Linked DNA regions of Ovis aries: region 1 is linked to region 2. Evidence: chromatin contacts called from public Hi-C data. All regions are on one chromosome and are shown on one strand. The core of a region is the stretch at or near the end of the contact, and the rest is flanking DNA. Distances in the headings are between cores, read along the strand shown.

What was found. A called contact is a pair of places that touch in the nucleus more often than the background predicts.
Region 1: a contact with region 2 is called in a Hi-C map of hypothalamus, with 2.6 times the contacts expected there. The contact joins the enhancer-like site here to the promoter of RAB2A in region 2. A contact is called at or near these places in 4 of 16 Hi-C or Micro-C datasets (hypothalamus, liver, muscle and 1 more).

What each region holds. Positions count from the first base shown.
Region 1 is chr9:39,241,541-39,245,839 of ARS-UI_Ramb_v3.0, forward strand. No RefSeq gene overlaps it. Among named protein-coding and RNA genes, the nearest start is that of CHD7, 25 kb to the right of the region's middle. Within about 2 kb of position 2,626, at least 46 of the 54 cell types and tissues checked have an H3K27ac peak or open chromatin away from gene starts, as enhancers often do. A contact at or near this core is called in hypothalamus, liver, muscle and 1 more, where this site is marked.
Region 2 is chr9:39,155,929-39,160,476 of ARS-UI_Ramb_v3.0, forward strand. It overlaps RAB2A (RAB2A, member RAS oncogene family), which reads left to right and starts at 1,293. Exons shown (of 9, transcript XM_027972978.3): 1 at 1,293-1,603. It also overlaps the pseudogene LOC101110603.

The sequences.
Region 1 (4,299 bases), core at 1,376-3,875, 87 kb after region 2:
TTGCACTCATGTTAACCTTTAAATTTTAATAACGTTTTAAAATTAATTATTATTGGAGTATAGTTGCTTTATAATCTGTTAGTTTCTGTGGTGCACCAAAATAAATCAACTATGCATATATATATATATATATATATATATATATATATATATATCTCCCCTCTTTTTGAGATTTCCTTCCCATTTAATCCACCAAAGAGCAGAGGTCCCTGTGCTATACCATGTGTTCTCATTGGTTATGTTTTATTCCTAGTATCAATAGTGTATGTCAATCCCAGCTCCCCAGTTCTTCCAGCCGCCTCTTCCCCCTTGGTATCCATACATTTGTTCTCTCCATGCCTGTGTCTCTGAGTCTGCTTTGCAAATAAGATCATCTATACCATTTTTCTAGATTCCACATGTATGCATTAATATATATTTGTTTTCCTCTTTTCTAACTTACTACAATGTTTGACAATCTCTAGTAAAATTTAGTAACTTTTAAGTAAAATTCATTTAATTTAAAAAATCAACAATTTAAATGCTAGAAGTTTAAATTATCAAACGTACATTTGCTTCACTGACAGACATCCACACAGTTATTCATGTTTCACTTCTGGAGACAGCTAGAGTCTTTATACTGATGATTTTTGCTTTTTCATTTCTTTATTACTATGGGTGAGGGTGAGGAGCCTGCAATAGCTGTCATTTGAGAAAGCTACAATGTTTAAATATCTTGCTTTTATTTCTTCTTTTCTCAGTATTTCTTCCCTTTTCCATACCGAAAGGGGGGGGGGCACTATCAAATTAATATAATTTTGAGGAAAGTCTGTAAACTAAATTTATTTAACATCAAATCTGGTTTAGTGGAAATCCCTCTATTAAAGAATGAGGTCATGTCTCTTGCAATGAATCATGCCCATTAAATTTATCTTCTTTTCTGGATACTTTCCTTCCTTCATTTTGTCATTTCCAAGTCTCTAATTCTTGTTGATTGCTCAATTAAATGGAAGCACTGATTTTTTTTTTTTTAAGTTTTGAAAAAGGCATGAAACTCAAGCTACAAAATATTATTTGTATCAACATATCTGCTTTTAACTCTGCAATAATTTTTCCTATCCAGTATTTTTTAAAGCAAATACTGATTTAATTTTATTAAAAACTCTCCAAACATCTTCTCTTCTGATCGATTTTTTCATGTGTGTCTTCTCTTTTGCCATCTTCTGACTGCTTCGATACTGAAAACAAAATAGGAAAGACGGTTGTTCCCTACTATAATATTCTATTACCCAGAAAACTTACGGAGAACGAAAGTAAACCCTGCTCTTCAAGTTGGCTAATAACTGATTCATCTCCATACATTTCTCTACTGCTCATTTTCCTTGATGCCAAAATTACACACTAAAAGATTACAGCTCCACTTAAATAACTCCCACTTATTTTCATAGACAGTCCGAGGAGAACTATAATCTTCTCAAGGATTCTTCTAAAGGTCTCATCTATTCCCAGGCCTTGAGATATGATCCAGTACATAGGATGTATCAGGATTTTACGCCTGGATTCAGTTAACAATGGAAGCAAATTTGGAAATCTACCAGCCCCGTATCCTTTTTTAACGTGTAAGGAAACTAAGACCCAGAGAAGTTGTACTGTATAGAAAATAATTATTTCACAAATATATATGTATATATCATCTATACTGCTTACATTTTTATAGAGAATATCACATGAATCGTCATAGATACTAATTAAGGGGATCTTGAAGACAAAACTAAGCGGTTTTTATAACAATTGGCCCTTTTCAATTAATATTTTTAATCTTAAAGGAAATCTTTATGGCAACACAAATGATTTTATTTCCTAGTGGATATGATTTTGTGTTTTGAAACAGCGCCTTTATTCCAGGTTCAGATGCCGTGACCTTGTATAAGTTCGGTTTCCCACCCGGGTTCCCCCCGGGGCAGGGACTGAGGGCCGCCCAGGCCCGGCTCGCACCCATCTTGCCCAGTGCCCGGGCGGCGGCGGGGACAGCGACGGCCGCGACCAGACAATGTCCTGCATTCACGGAGGCCTCGGCCAATCACAGGCCGCCGCCTCCCGGCCCCGCGCGGCGCCACCGGCCACGCTCGGGCCGGAGGAGAACCTGGCCTCCAGGCGGCCATCTACGGCCATCCTAGGGCCGGACGCCGTGCCCCGCCTGCGCCCCGGCCCGGAGCAGCGGACCCGGAGCGGCGGACCCCGGGGCAGGGGTCGCACTCGGAGCGCTGGACGCGCCGCCCCCTCCGGCTCGAAGGCGGCGCTGTCCCTTTAAGACGAGCCTCCTCCCGGGCCGAGGAGCGCGTCGGCGGCCCCGCCGCGGGGGGCAGCGACATCCGGGCTACCGGGCTGGCGACGACGACGGCCCCTCGGGCAGCTCCCAGCCTCTGTGGGACGCCCGGCTTGCAGCGGTTGGCGCGGGGGAACCGCTGCCGGGGAGGGAGGGGCGGGCTTCATCGCCACGTAAGCCCCCGGCCCCGGTGAGCCTCGCCGCCGCCCGCCCCCACCTCGCGGTCGCCGGAGCTTGGACGCCGAGGCTCGGCACGCGGGTCACGGACGCTTCGCCCTCGGGGCCGCGCTTCGCGCGCCCGCGTCGGACCCGCCCCACCTCCTGCGCGTGCACGGGGGGCGGGGCGCCGAGAAGTCAGCCAATCAGCGGCGGCCGACCCGGGACCGCCCCTGGAGTCCTCGCGGGGGGCGGCGCGGGAGGCAGAACTTCGTGGGGGGCGCGGCGCGGGGCGGCTGGCGGGCTACCAGGGAGTGCGAACCGGCGAGGGAGCCGGACACCGAGCCTACCGGCTCCGACTTGGCAGCTCCGCGGAAGTGAAAGGGAGGGAGCGGCGGGGAGGGGCGCGGGCGGCGCGTGAGAACCGGCGCGGGAGGGGGGAGGGAGGCGGCGCCGGGAGCAGGTGGTGCAGCCGGAGGCGGGGGAGGAGAGGGCGGGGGCGGGGGAGAGCAGGCAAGTCCCGGAGATAGAGAACTAGGGATGGAGGTACCGAGTTAATGAGCGTGAAGCCAGAATCTGTCAGGGCTTATTTATGCAGCACGGAGAACTTGAAGAAGTTGTGCACTCACTGGTGAGATGCGTCCTAAGATTTTCCTCTGTCCGCGTTTTTCTAGAGTGGGTACAGATTTTTGGTATCTGGCAAAGTTTATTGAAATTGAAAGTTGATCACAATATTTTATCATGGGAGTTGGGGGCGGGGAAAAGAAACAAAAGGCATTTAAAAACTAATTTCTGCAATCTCTTCTACCGAAAATTTGAGAAAGACTGTATGTTTCTGCAGTCAAGACACACTGAGTTAGTTTTTAGGGTAGAATAGGGGGTGTATGCCGACATGAACAAACCCGCACCTCGAAGTCTCATTTTCCTCGCCTGCAAAATGAAAGCCATGACCTCTACCTAATCTCGTAGATGTTTTGTCGTTCGATGCGATCAAGAAAAAGTGGAATATAAGTTTTGTCCGGTCGCACTGGATTGACCCCCCTGGGCAGCTGTCCCAGGCCACCTTCTCCCCCCCCCCCATGGTCTCGTCTCGTCCCCTCGCACAGCGTCGTCCTACTCCAGCCCACCTCGTCCTGAGGTCCAGGTGTGGGTAATCTGGGAGCCTCAGAAACGTCATCTGGGTGTCCTACACAGAGCTCGGCACCTCCCCTCCAAACCTGCCGCGTCTCCCATCTCAGCAGGTGAATCGCATTAGCTCGGTCATCAGCGCCTCACCCCATCGTCGAGTCATTAAACCCCTAGGTCCGCTTTACTTCCGTACTTCTTGACGCCTGTTTGTCGCTGCTGCCCTGCTCTGGCTTCCTCCGCGCAGGCCACCGGCGTCTCCCACCTGGGTTACCGTAGTTACCTGCTCACTCGTCTTCCTGTCGGGGGTTTTTGCCCCACCTACATCTCGATATTGCAGGCACGTAGATGTTTTATTGTACAGTGCCGCGTGTAATCTCTTAGGGGATGTTTGTCACCCTCGGGATAAAGCCCTATCCCCTTAACTTCTCTTTATAAGGCCCTCCTAATCCTGTCTCCTGCTAGATCTCTCACCACTGGTCACTCTTCCCACCCGTCCCCAGTCCCAGCCTACCTGAACTGCTTTCAAATTCTCTAAATGTGCCCAGTCCGCTCTGGCTTCTGCAGCCTTCCTTAGTCTCCTTCTTTTCTGAGAGCTGGCTTCCTACCTTTCCCTCACCTCCTTCCCCAAAGTGCGAAAGAATTAGGGGCACCCACTGCACCCCTACCTCTGCAACAAACCATAGCCCTTTCCTGTGGTGGCTTGTCGTCCT
Region 2 (4,548 bases), core at 43-2,542:
CACTCGAAAAACTCAGTGAAAAGTAGAAGTGAGCTCACTTAGTCATGTCCGGCTCTGCGACCCCATGGACTGTAGCCGGCCAGGCTCCTCCATCCATGGGATTCTCCAGGCAAGAACACTGGAGTGGGTTGCCATTTCCTTTTCCAAGGGAACTTCCCGACCCAGGGATCGGATCTCCCCCCAACTATACTCCCTCCGACCCTTGGTCCCAGTTGTGTCCTTTCAGACTATGTACATAAGGGTATTTAAGTGTATTCCTGTCATTTTTCTACACAATAGTAAAAATAAAGTTATATTTGCATAACAATACAGCTTATATACAAATATATATATCACTTATTACATATAATAGCTGTATCTATAAATACATATAGCATGCTGCTGCTGCTAAATCGCTTCAGTGGTGTCCGACTCTGTGCTACCCCATAGATGGCAGCCTACCAGGCTCCTCCTTCCCTGGGATTCTCCAGGCAAGAATACTGGAGTGGGTTGCCATTTCCTTCTCCAATGAATGAAAGTGAAAAGGGAAAGTGAAGTCGCCCAGTCGTACCCGACTCTCAGCGACCCCATGGACTGCAGCTCGCCAGGCTCCTCCGTCCATAGGATTTTCCAGGCAAGAGTACTGGAGTGGGGTGCCATTGCATAAGTATATATTTATAGACTGAGTCCTGTGCCTTATTTTCACTTGGCAGAAGACAGGCTTTTTCTTCCTTTTAATTAAGACAACGCAGTATTCCACCGTAGGGGTACACCAAGGTTCCCCTCACATTCCCTGATTTAGGGTTTCAAATTTACACTTCCATTATTTTCACTGTCAAAACCCCGCCCCCCAGTGCAGAAATACCCTCGCCCTCAAACCCCTCCCCCCCGCCCGCCGTCCCAGCGGCTCCATCATTTTCAAACCCCTGGTCACGAGCCCAGGGCAGGCCCAGCGCCGAAAGCGATCTCCGCCTTCCACCACGTACCCCGCGTCCCCGCCGCAGAGCGGAAGGACGCGGCCCAGCGCGCGTCGCGGCGACGGAGCCACCCGGCCCCTCCCCTCCCCTAGCGTCTCTCGGTCGCCGGCGTCGCCCGCTCAGAAGGGCCGGAAGGACCGGCGCCCGGCCTTGCCCGGTTCGGGGTGGACCAGGAGGATGGGCGCGGCCGGTTAGGCGCGGCGCTGGGAGGAGCTCCTGCGGGGGCGGGGCTCTGGCTGGGCGGGGCTCCAGCAAGCGGGGCGGGGCGCGGTCGGCGTGCAGGGATCCTCCCCTTTCCTCCGGCAGCGCCAGCGGCCGCAGCACTTCCGGGTCGGCGCGGAGGCGGGGCGGAGGAGCCGCGGCGGCTGTTATTGTTCGAGTGTGCTCGGCCGGGCGCTGTCTCCCTCGGCTCGGTCGTTGTCAGTTTGTCCAGCTTCCCCTCGGCCCCTCACTCCCGGCGGCTTACGGCGGCGGTGGCGGCTGCGGAGGGCGGGGCCTGGCTTTTCGAGGCCGAGTGGCGCCGGGGTGAGGGGCGCAGAGGAGGAGGAGCTGCAGCAGCAGGAGGAGGAGCCGTGTGCCCTGGCACCGAGCGGCCGCGGCCATGGCGTACGCCTATCTCTTCAAGTACATCATCATCGGCGACACAGGTGAGGCCCTGGGCGCGGCGGCCGACCGGCCGGGAGGCGGCGGCCCGGGGGCCGGGGCCGAGGGGCAAACGGCGTCGGGCGGCGGCGCAGCCTCGGTCGCCGCCGGGCGCCTCCCCGCCGCTCCATTTCCGCAGTGCTGGAGCTGGTGACGTGGGCACTGCGAGCGGCCGCGGCCTGGCCCGTCGCCCCCGCCCCGGCCCAGGCCGGGCCTGCAACCGGGGGCCGCGGCAGCCGTTTTACCGCCCGGTCTGGGGAGTAGATGATAGGGGAGCTGGCCTGGCTCTGAGGGTTGCACGCCCTGCCCGGAGCCTCTCACCTTGGGCCTCGCCGCCGCCCCCGAGAAAGGAAAAGGGGGGCCCAGGGAGAGCAGAAGGGGATGGAAGGAGGGTCTTGGCTTCCCTGACACATCCCACCTTCTCCGACCCGTTCACATCTGCCACGGCCTGGGCAAAGCGCTCCCCGGCGTGGGACAGCTAGCTGAGAAGGAGACATTAAAAAAAAAAAAAGATGTATATGTGTGTGTATGGATGTATTTTTATCACTGAACTGCCAAGTCAGAGTAAGTAACATCCCATTACTTGACGCCTGGGGAATGCTTTTCGAGGTCATTAAAACACGGAAGAGTTCTGTCTCTGTCGACTTTTGCCACGTGTAAACTCGCGTTATTTGATAGTAATGCAAGGCCGTTCAGTGCTCTCGGATGCGTGCTTGTGCGTGTTGGGGATACTGGCCTTTTTTCCGATACATGAAATCCAGGCCCACAAATGCCAGTTAATCAGGTGACCTAATGTCCATTTGAAGCAGAAAGACATGCAGCTATTTTTCACTTAAAATGACATCCCAGTGTATTTTGCAGACAAAGTAGTCGAACTCATTGAAAATATATTTTTTAATTATGGATTTTTTGGCATTACTGTGAATCTAATAATAAAACTAAGACGTGTTCAGGTGTTACAACTATTAATATACCAGAGTCTGATTTCAGTGATGACTCTTGCACAACTTTGGACCCTTTGCACAACTTTGGAAATGTAAGCAGCAGCTTGTGGTTGTACTAGTGATATGTCAGGTTGAATAAGTAACACAAGAGGCATGTTGATTGCTGCCTAAAAGAAAGATTTTCTGCTGTAAATAGTGTTTCAGCAATGTTTTTTGGCGTGCGCGTGGAAACTTGATGGTTCTCTATGCAGAATCCTGGATAAAGCAATGTTTTGCAGATGTTCAAGTAGCAAATTTATATACTTTTTAAAATGCTGAAGGAAGTGGGGTTTCGAAGCCTACTGGTACATTTTAATTTAGGTTGTATCCGTGAGATTGGAAGAGGAAATTCCCAATAACTGTAATACTAGTGGGTTTGGGAAGTGGAAGGAGTGATTATGGACATCAGCAGTAGTGACCGTTGAAATTAGCCTTTGCAGGTCTCTCTCTTTGAGCATACCTACCAAACATCTACTGTGGGTGAAGAGTTGTGCTGGGAGTAGTGGGGCTGCAAATGTTAGCAAGTTGGTACTGGATTCTTTGGGAATTTGCCCTCATGCCAAAACAGCGTCCAGGCAGTTCAGAGGGAAGACATTCATCCTTGCCGTTGCTGCTGTCGCCACCTGGTTCAGGTACACTTGGCAATAGATTGTCCACTGCGCTGCCTTTCTCCCCCTCCAGGAAGAGCAGACAGGGCTCTTAGGGGCCATCCCTCCCTTTCCATTCGTTTGTTTGACCTTCAGGGACCTCCAGGTCTAAGCATGATTTCCCACGCTGGTCTTCTTTCCCACTGTTACTAGTCCCTGGCTTCCTCCTGCCGGTGAGGCCCTGTGCTTTTACCTGGTCACTGCTGCTCCTGCACTTTGTTTGGGGTGCCTCTGTCGAAATTTGTCTGTCCTCAAAGTTTGACTAGAGTCTTACATAATGATTTCACAGTCAGCATTTATTAAGTTCTTTTGATGTGTTAGGCATTGCTGGTATCCCAACTGGAAGTGACTCCACCTCCTTATCTGGATGTATCCCCCTTTGTATTAATTCCTGACTGTTTTGTAGATACTTGGGTGGGCATTTGTGTTTGATTACATATCTCTTGCAGGCAGAAAAGGTGTTTTTGCATGGTTTTGTATGCCAGGAAGAGCTTAGTAGAAGGTAGGCCCCAGATACTGAATTACATAATTGAAAGAATAGCCAAACAGGCCATAATGTTCCTATTAGTATACATTGATAACTTGACAGAAGAATTTTTTAGCCAAGTTCTGCCACTTTCTATTTATATCAACTTTGACCAGACCCCTTTACCATGTTTTCTTAATTCAAAGTAGACCCACTTAATGTGGCCCCCCACACACAAGAATGATAGTAGATCAATAGTGGGAGAGCCATCCTCATTTTTTTTTCACGTCATAGTGTGGAAAACATGCATTTTTAAAATGAAGAAAATCACTCCTTTTCCTGATTTTCAGTTTTCCTCCCTATTGAAACAGTCATTATTATCATGCCCCCCCCCCAAAGATTAAGTAAGGACAGATATGAAAACACTGCAAATATTGCTGAAATGTTCCTTTTCTTACTATAGGGCCAAGTGCAGTTAAAATACAGCTTTAAAATTTTTCATGGGTAACGCCTTATTCCTGAAAAATCATTTAGGAAAATGTGTCATTTAAACCTAGATATAAAGTGGAAATTGGTTTTTAACAAGCCTGGATTAATATCATAAGCAGATAATTATCAAATGCAGAAGGAGAGAAAAATTATAATAAACCTTTAATTGTTGCTTCTAAATTCTGGCATCTGCCTCCCATTCAATCTCATCACTGCCCTCCTTCTCGTTTCCTGCCTCTCATCTTGGTACACAGAAGCACAAACCTAGTGGTGTTCTATCTGAAATACCCTTTCTTCTGGGCTCCACTCCCCAAAACCCAACTCGAGCCAAACTGAAAGTCAGGTCAGAGTTTTTTATTACCTTA